3 separate regions of the Sus scrofa genome follow, and regions 1 and 3 are each linked to region 2. The links are chromatin contacts, called in public HiChIP or PLAC-seq maps. All regions are on one chromosome and are shown on one strand. Each heading gives the region's core, a stretch centred on a gene start, on an enhancer-like site or on the middle of the called end of the contact. The rest is flanking DNA. Distances are from core to core; before and after follow the strand shown.

Region 1 (2,700 bases), core at 17-2,516, 170 kb after region 2:
TCATTTGACTTACCTGCCCAGGAGGCCTCCATCTTACTCAAGAGGGAACTGTTTCGCCGAGAGGCAAAGCACTTTGCTCAAAGTCACACAGCAAGCCCGTGGAAGGCCTTTCTGACTCTGGTCCACATCATCCTCCTGCCTCCCTCCTGCCCTTCCTCCAGGGCCTCCCTCCTGCCCTGGGCGCCTGTCTCTCTTGCAAGGGGTTGGCAGCTCCCTCAGGGTTTGCGATGAAGAATGTGGCTTCACAAGCTGTGTGACTCTGGGCAAATCTCTTACCTTCTCCAGACCTCCATAATATAAAATAGGGTTGACTCATCCAATCTTACAGGGCTGTCCTGAAGATTCATGTGAGCAAATGGGAAGTGCCCAATAGTGGCTAATGTCACATGGCAAGGCCTGAGAGGTAGGCTGTGTGTGTGTGTGTGTGTGTGTGTGTCCTTTTAGGGCCATATCTGAGGCATATGGAAGTTCCCAGACTAGGAGTCAAATGGGAGTTGCAGCTGCCGGCCTACATCAGAGCCACAGCTACACCGGATCCAAGCTGTCTCTGCGACCTATGCCCCAGCTCACAGCAATGCCAGACCCTTAACCCACTGAGCAAGGCCAGGGAAGGAACCCATATCCTCAGGGATACTAGTTGGGTTCTCAGCCTGCTGAGCCACAACGGGAACTCCTAGGTGGCATTTTTAACCTTATCCATCCTCGTGCTTTCTCTACTTTTAGCACAGGGGTCCAGAAGGGACCACCCAAATGTCCTCACGTTGTCACTTCTTGGCTGCCAGTATTGGAAAACCCAATTCAAATGGACTTCATTAGTAAGAAAACGTTAGTAAGAAAATGACAACGAGCTTAGCTAGCTCCGATTTGACCCCTAGCCTCGGAACCTCCATATTCCGTGGGTGTGGCCTTTTTTAAAAAGACAAAAGAAGAAAACAAAAACAAACAAACAAAAAGAAAATGGCAAGAAGTCTGGGCCTGTACAGCAGAAATTGACACAACATCGTAAATCAATGATACTTTAATTTAAAAAATTAAAAAAAAAAAAGTTTGGAGCCCCAAAGGTGCCAGGCACAGTGACCAGACTCTGGCTGCAGCCACTGGAGGCTGGGGGTCAGGGATTCTCCTTGGGCCAGATGGTCGTCCCAGATCTGGGTACTGCACCCAGACATGACAAAGCCATTTTTCCCAGGAGGCCTTAGGAAGTGTCCCTCACGTGTCGTTGGCCACAATGAAGGTGACTAGTCTTTCCCTCTGGATCTGACTCAGTCACTAGAAAGGGGTTTTCCTGTGTGGTAAATGTAGCCTCCGGAATGGAAGGGGTGCTGGGCAGCTCTGTCAGCGGGCACACTTCCAGCTGCAAGTAACAACCTTTCTAGCCAGAATTTTCCACCCAGAGGATTGAGTCTAATCTCACAAAAACAAAGGTCTAGATAAGCAGCCGCAGGATTGGTTTCTCAGTGATATCAGCAAGGACTGTCCCCCTCCATGTGGTAGCCACATTCCATCAGGATCATGCTGAGGCGTGGAAGCGTGTGTGCACCCCAGGCATTGCTCTGCAGGTGCCATCTCTGTGCCTCTTGAGCCTCTGCCCACAGCCACTGGTCTCCACACAATCATGTCCAGGGATTGAAAAGGTACCAGGTCTCAGTCTTTCATCAGGGAGAGAAAACCTTCCCCAGACTTCCCTCAGGTCCACCAGCCAACACGGGGTCTCTCCAGGCAAGAACAGGTGCCTCGGGCCAGTCTCCTCAGAAGCAGACTCTGAGATGAAAATGTCTGAACCAGTGACTTGTTGTTAAGGATGTGCTCCCAGGACAAGTTGGAAGGGAGTGAGGAAGCAGACAGGAAGGGGGGACGAAATCAGGGCAAAGGGCAGTTTTAGGTGATGTCTTGGCCTCAACTTGGTCCCAGGGGCAGCTTGGGGCACAGGACGGCCACAGAGCTGGTCCTGCCTTGAGGCGGGGGCTGGGCTTTCGTTCCCTCCTTCAGCCAGTACAGCCAGATGGCCATGCCAGGGGACATGAGCCCCAGCCTGGGCGGCACTAAGTCAGCCCTTTGAGGAAGGTCAGAGGGGGCCAGCCATCAGCAGTCAAGTTCACAGAACCTAGGAGAGGAGGCACAGATTCTGCGGGACTCCTCCTGGGGACTCACGGCAGGGCATGACAGGGCTCCTTGCACGGGGGAAGGAAGGAGCTGGAATGTCCAGCCTCCCCCACCAAGAACAAGTCAGGGTGGAGTTCCCTTTAAGAAGAACCCAGCTAGGATCCATGATCCATGAGGATGCGTGTTCCATCCCTGGCCTTGCTCAGTGAGTTAAGGATCTTGTGTTGCTGTGAGCTGTGGTGTAGGTCACAGACACAGCTCAGATATAGTGTTGCTCTGGCTGTGGTGTAGCCTAGTTGTAACTCTGATTCCACCCCTAGCCTGGGAAACTCCATATGCCGCAGGTGCAGCCCTAAAAAGACAAAAAATAAACAATTAAATTAAACTAAATTAAAAAAAATTTTTTAAATCAAAGAAATTTAAAAAGACCAAGTGGGGGGAGAATGGTTTCCCATTGGGTGGGCAAATGATAACATCGCCACAGGATCAAACCACCAGGTCGCCCACCACCTGCCCATGGTTGACCCAATATGGCCAGGCCAAGGGGAAGCTGAGCCCCTCTCCCCACCCTTCCCATCCTCTGGGGGACTCCCTGGG
Region 2 (2,700 bases), core at 140-2,639:
CTGTCTGTCTGTCTTTCTTTCTTTCTTTCCTTTCTTTCTTTTTTCTTTCTTTCTCTATGGCTGCACCTGCGGCATATGGAAGTTTCCAGCTTAGGGGTCAAATTAGAGCTGCAGCCGCCAGCCTACACCACAGCCACAGCAACATCTGAGCCACATCTGTGACCTATGGTGAAGCTGGCAGCAACGCCAGATTCTTAACCCACTAAGTGAGGCCGGGGATTAAACCTGCATCCTCTTGGACGCTATGTCAGGTTCTTAACCCACTGAGCCGTGACAGAAACTCCTGTTTTCAACCCTTGATATGAGCTCCTCTCATTGTCCTCATAACCCAGGTAAATGCCTTATCATCGCTGTCCTCATTTTACCCATGAGGAAACAGGCTCCGAGGTAGAGTAAAAGTCCAAGGACTTAATGACTGGCAGGTGTCAGAGTCCGGATTTGAGTCTCAATGGCCAGGTCCAAGGCATGTGTTCTCAGCTACTGTCTGAACATCTCTTGTGGTTCAGTTAACCAAGACCTGTCACTGTTTTTTTTTTTGTTTTTTTGTTTTTTTTGGCCATGTCCTCAGCATGTGGAAGTTCCCGGGCCAGGGATCAAACCTGCACCACAGCAGTGACCCAAGTCACAGCAGTGACAACACCAGACCCTTAACCCCCTGCATCACCAGGGAATTCTGGGAAATGGTTTCTGTCACTAGCCGCCAGAGACCTCATCTCTAGTATCCCTTCTGGAATCAAGCTAGGAAAACCAGCTTCGAGGAACATCATTTCCAACCACAGGTACAAATGGGTGCTGCTTCTGGAGAACCTGAGATTGAAAGACTCATTCCAACCCCCAGCGCAAGCCCAACTCCATCCACAAAGAGGCTCTGCATGCCAGGCACGTGCCCAGCGTCTCCCAGATAAGCCCCCAGCAGGGGACCCTCCAGGCTCATTCCAGAGAGGTTGCGAATGGGAGGGGAAGAAGAGCAGTCCGAATAACCATTTCTAAAAATAGTGCTTGGCTCCCTCCCACCCACAACAAAACCCCAAAGAGAGGGCAAGAGAGATCCAGGAAGCCTCCCTGGATGTTTGCCAGAGGGATGGCTAAGGTCTGCTGCTTCAGTGAGGGTGGGGGCCCTTTCTCTGACTTTCCCCTCTGAGGGCTCAAGTGCCAGCTCCTGAGGGTTCCAGGCGTGTCTGTCCTGAGGGCGAAGGCCAAATGGCAGTGTCTTGGAATCTGGACTCAGAAGTGTTTCCAGATCTCCTGGGTCCATTCGTCATGAAGCCTGAGCTGCTGCAAACTTCTGGGTTGAAGAGGAAAGTGGGGGTGGGGGGAGCTTCGAGATGGAGATGTTTGTTTTTCACTTCAAGTGACAGATGTTTGAGCAATATTAGCCACGATGCACTTTTCTGCAAACTAGATCTCATGCACCTCCCCGACTTCCATTACGAAATGCAACTTCCACTCCCCCAGGGAAAACATCTCAGCAGATGGGTTGAAACAGTGTGGTCTGGAAGGCGTTCGCGTGGTGGCTGGGACCATGGCAGGCTCTCAGAACTGTGGAACATTCTTCTGGTCTCTGGGCTCTTCCGTCTGGGTCCGTGGCCCGCCCCATCTGCTCTTCCCCGGGCTGCTGGAATTTCTTCCATTTTAGGGGACGGGAACTTCCAGAAGAGACACGGATCTCTGGCCCTGCTCAGGGTATGCTCAGCCTTGTGGGCTCTGGCTGAGGCAGCAGCATCTGTTTGGGGGAAGGACGTGGTTTCTCCCATGATATCAGGCTCAGAGATTAGGTAGACGGCAGGGTTTGGAACCTAGAGCCATTTGCGGAAGAGGCCTGGCCATGCTGTATCCTTCAGGCAAGTCACTTGTGCCTCTCTGTGCATGTACCCCTCTCTGTCCGACAGGAGTTTTTTTTTTTTTAAACCATGAATTCATTTATTTACGTATTTATGTATGTATGTATGTACTTATTTATTTTTTTACGGCTGCACCTGTGGCACATGGAAGTTCCCAATCTATGGGTTGAATCAGAACTGTGACTGCCACAGCAACTCTGGATCTGAGCCACACCTGTGACCTATGCCACAGCTTGTGGCAATGCCAAATCCTTAACCCACTGAGTGAGGCCAGGGTCCAACCCATATCCTCATATATGATATGTCAGGTTCTTAACCTGCTGAGCCCCAGCGGGAACACCTCCAGCAGGAGTTCTAATTCCTGCCCCATTGATTTCACAGTTTCTCATGAGGATTGTAAAGGACATTTTATGCACCTCAAGATGAAAAATAGTTTGAAAAGACTTTCAAATGGGTCACAAAGTACTCCTGGAAGGAACCCAAACATTCAGGACGTGGTTTATTGAAGTATTTCCAAGGTCTGGTAGAGCTGAGCTGTAAAACCGGACACTACCAGAAGGTGTCGCTGTCAAATACAGCATGGGCATTCTCCCCTGCGAATCACTGGCAGATATCCTAGTGCCTAAAACCGGCTTTAAGTGGTTATGTGTATATCAGGGGAGGTGAGTTCAAATGCCCTTGGAGCTAAGCAGCATGTAAATTTGCTCAGAAGGCCAGGTATTTCTCCTTTGAGTGGTAGGGTAGCTAGTGGGGGAAGGTTTTATCTGCCCAAAGCTTAGCTAGAGACCTAGTGGGTGTGGCTGGGGACAGTGATGCTTTCACTCTCCAAAGCGGCATCTTTTCTACACTTTTAAAGGCA
Region 3 (2,700 bases), core at 193-2,692, 210 kb after region 2:
ACCCCCTAGGTGCCACCCTTTGTGACAACCAGAAATGACTGCAGATGTTGCCCAGGGCCCCCTGGGGGGTACAGACACCCCCAGGATGCCTGTGATACCCATGGGCCGATAGGAGGGCAGAGAAGCCTTGTGATGGACATTTCCTTGGGGTCTGTGTCCAGTGTGTAGGTTTTGTTCCTTCAGATGTGTTCACGGAGTACCTACTGTGTGCCAGGAGCTGTCCCAGGTGCTAGGGTACAGCTGAGGACACACAGGCCTGTGCCTTTTGGCCCGCCCCTCCCCCAGGCATAGTCCTGTGCTCTACCAGCCTGCCCACCTGCCCCTGGCATGGCCTCGGGGTGTGGTGGTGACTTAAGGCCTGTTCCTGCCTCCATCTCTCCCTCCGTGGAATGGGGAAAGCATTGTCCTGTGGGTGGCTGGTCCTCCCGCCAGGAGCTCTGTCACCTTTGTGGGCTGGCTCTTTCCTTTCCCGGCCTCGTGGAGAGTGGCGTTCATGGCAGCGCTTACCTTCTGGGCTGCTGTGGGGATGGGGCACGGGGTGCACAGTAGGTGCTTTGTGATGGTGAGTGGATGAAGATGTGCGTGTGTGTGCACACATGCATGCCTGTGTGCGTGTGCACACTCTGAAGGTCAGTGTGCACACCTCTGCCCTTGGGGGGTACTGCAGCGGGCAGTGCAGATGTGTGTGTGTATGGTGTGTGCATACATCTGCCCTTGGGAGTCGCTGTAGCCGGCAGTGTAGGGAGACAGTGAGGTGGGCAGGGTGCCAGCAGCATCCTCTCTAGGCCTAGCCATGCGGGTGGGGGTCTTGGCTGGAGGGGACTCAGCTGCCCTTCTCCCCAAGTCCCTAAGGAGCCGGCTCAGTGGAGATCCCTAAGGCGATTAAGTGGGTTCATTTGATCCTGAACGTGAACTTGAGCAGACGGCTTATCTGCTGGAGATGAAAGCCTGGCTGGCGACGAGCCACCTGGCCCAGGCAGGGAGTGCTGGATTTTCTCCTCCACCCCCTGGCCAGCTGCCGGGGTTGGCGGGGTGCTGTGGTGGGGGCTTTTGCCCCACCTGCCTCCACTCTCTTCAGCTGCATGTGACGGACCAAGGGCTGTGTCCTTTTCCATATCTAAGAGAGGCAGGCCCTCAGCGCGTTAATTCGTTTGATCCTCTCAATTTCGTCTCGTGAGGGAGCAACGATCACATCATCACTTTCCCTGGGTTATAGGCACACACAGCTAAGGCTCAGAAAGGTCAGCTCACTTACCCAGAGTGGCACAGCCTCTGGACAACCCCTGGCAATGTTTATGGTGTATCCTTGGAAAATCCCCTTTACTCCTTGGCACTGAAATTCCTCCTGAACAGTCTTACTTTGCACAGAATTAACAACATCAACAACAACAACAATCAGTGTGCTGCCCCATTGTAGTGTAAAGGGAAACGGGAGGAAGCTACTGTTGGCTCCCACTCAGAATGAGTCAGTGTCAATTTGAGGCAAGTGAGATCAGAAGCGTTTCGGTTCTGGAGATGCATGAAAGTGGTTTTTTTTTTTTTTTTTAAAGCTTGTATTCGGATCGGTTCTGGGAGGTTTTGTTTAATGGCCAGGTTATTTGAAAATTGTGTGGGGAAAGTGACTTTAGTGGTGTGGGACTGTCCCGCTGGCCGAGGGCCAATCACAGGACAGCCCGAAATATCACTGCCCATTTCTGGGATGTTCCAGGGTGGGGACCCTGCCTTGGAGACCCCCATGGCCCTAACAGTCCAAAACCAATAAGCTGTTATTGGGGGCAGGATCTTTCTGGTGAAGACCCCTTGCATGTTCACAAGGGCTGACCAGGCACTGTGGTGCCCCTCCCCCCACCCCGCCGGCTGTCCGGCTCCCGCCTCCTCCTGGCCCCCCGAATCCAACCACTCTTATCCCACATGCTGCAGGCAGCGGGATCCTGTCCGAAGGAGGAACCTTTAACTCCTGGTCTCACACTCTCCCTTCCCTTCCTCCTCCTCTGAGGATAAACCCAGAGGCCCCAACTGACCCATCTCCTGGCTTTTGCTCCAGCCACATCCCTCCCCATCCCTGGGCCTTTGTACTCAGCCCCTGCAATCGCTGTTCCCCCCTGGCCACAGGTCTCAGCTCAGATGTCACCCTCAGGAGGTCTTCCTGGCCGCCCAGTCAGGCACCACCCCCACCACGCTCCCAGCCCCCCTCCCCCACTTCTGTCTGTATTTTTTTTTGTTGTTTTGTTTTTTAGGGCCACACCCGTGGCATATGGAGGTTCCCAGGCTAGAGATCTAATCGGAGCTGTGGCCACTGGCCTACAGCCACAGCAACTCGGGATCCAAGCCGCATCTGCGACTTACACCACAGCTCATGGCAACGCCAGATCCTCAACCCACTGAGCAAGGCCAGGGATTGAACCCATATCCTCGTGGATGCTAGTCAGGTTCGGTAACTGCTGAGCCACGGCTCTGTATCTGTTTATCTGTGAAGTTTCTCAGTTGATTGCTTCCCCACGTGCATTGTCGGCCTTCCCACATCAGACAGTCACTTCCGAGGCAGCAGAAGCTCCTTCCGATTTGCCCACTGCTGGGCCCACAGTGCCTGGCACCATGTCAGGACATGACGTGGCTTGGTCAGTTCATATTGCTGGCTGATGGGTTCATTGGCAGCGAGACGGGGCCTGGCCTGCCCTGGGGCAGGGGGAGGACAGGTGC

What was found. HiChIP or PLAC-seq counts read pairs in DNA pulled down with a chosen protein or histone mark.
Region 1: an H3K27ac HiChIP or PLAC-seq map of alveolar macrophages shows a contact between it and region 2. The contact joins two enhancer-like sites. A contact is called at or near these places in 12 of 47 Hi-C or Micro-C datasets (alveolar macrophages, embryonic fibroblasts, fetal liver and 5 more) and 2 of 2 datasets of contacts at active chromatin or transcription factors (alveolar macrophages and skeletal muscle).
Region 3: a contact with region 2 is called in an H3K27ac HiChIP or PLAC-seq map of alveolar macrophages, with 13 times the contacts expected there. The contact joins two enhancer-like sites. A contact is called at or near these places in 1 of 47 Hi-C or Micro-C datasets (epiblast stem cells) and 1 of 2 datasets of contacts at active chromatin or transcription factors (alveolar macrophages).

Annotation. Positions count from the first base shown.
Region 1 is chr14:28,569,260-28,571,959 of Sscrofa11.1, forward strand. No RefSeq gene overlaps it. Among named protein-coding and RNA genes, the nearest start is that of NCOR2, 72 kb to the right of the region's middle. Within about 2 kb of position 1,267, at least 9 of the 83 cell types and tissues checked have an H3K27ac peak or open chromatin away from gene starts, as enhancers often do. A contact at or near this core is called in alveolar macrophages, where this site is marked.
Region 2 is chr14:28,402,047-28,404,746 of Sscrofa11.1, forward strand. No RefSeq gene overlaps it. Among named protein-coding and RNA genes, the nearest start is that of SCARB1, 100 kb to the left of the region's middle. Within about 2 kb of position 1,390, at least 26 of the 83 cell types and tissues checked have an H3K27ac peak or open chromatin away from gene starts, as enhancers often do. A contact at or near this core is called in alveolar macrophages, where this site is marked.
Region 3 is chr14:28,610,254-28,612,953 of Sscrofa11.1, forward strand. No RefSeq gene overlaps it. Among named protein-coding and RNA genes, the nearest start is that of NCOR2, 31 kb to the right of the region's middle. Within about 2 kb of position 1,443, at least 16 of the 83 cell types and tissues checked have an H3K27ac peak or open chromatin away from gene starts, as enhancers often do. A contact at or near this core is called in alveolar macrophages, where this site is marked.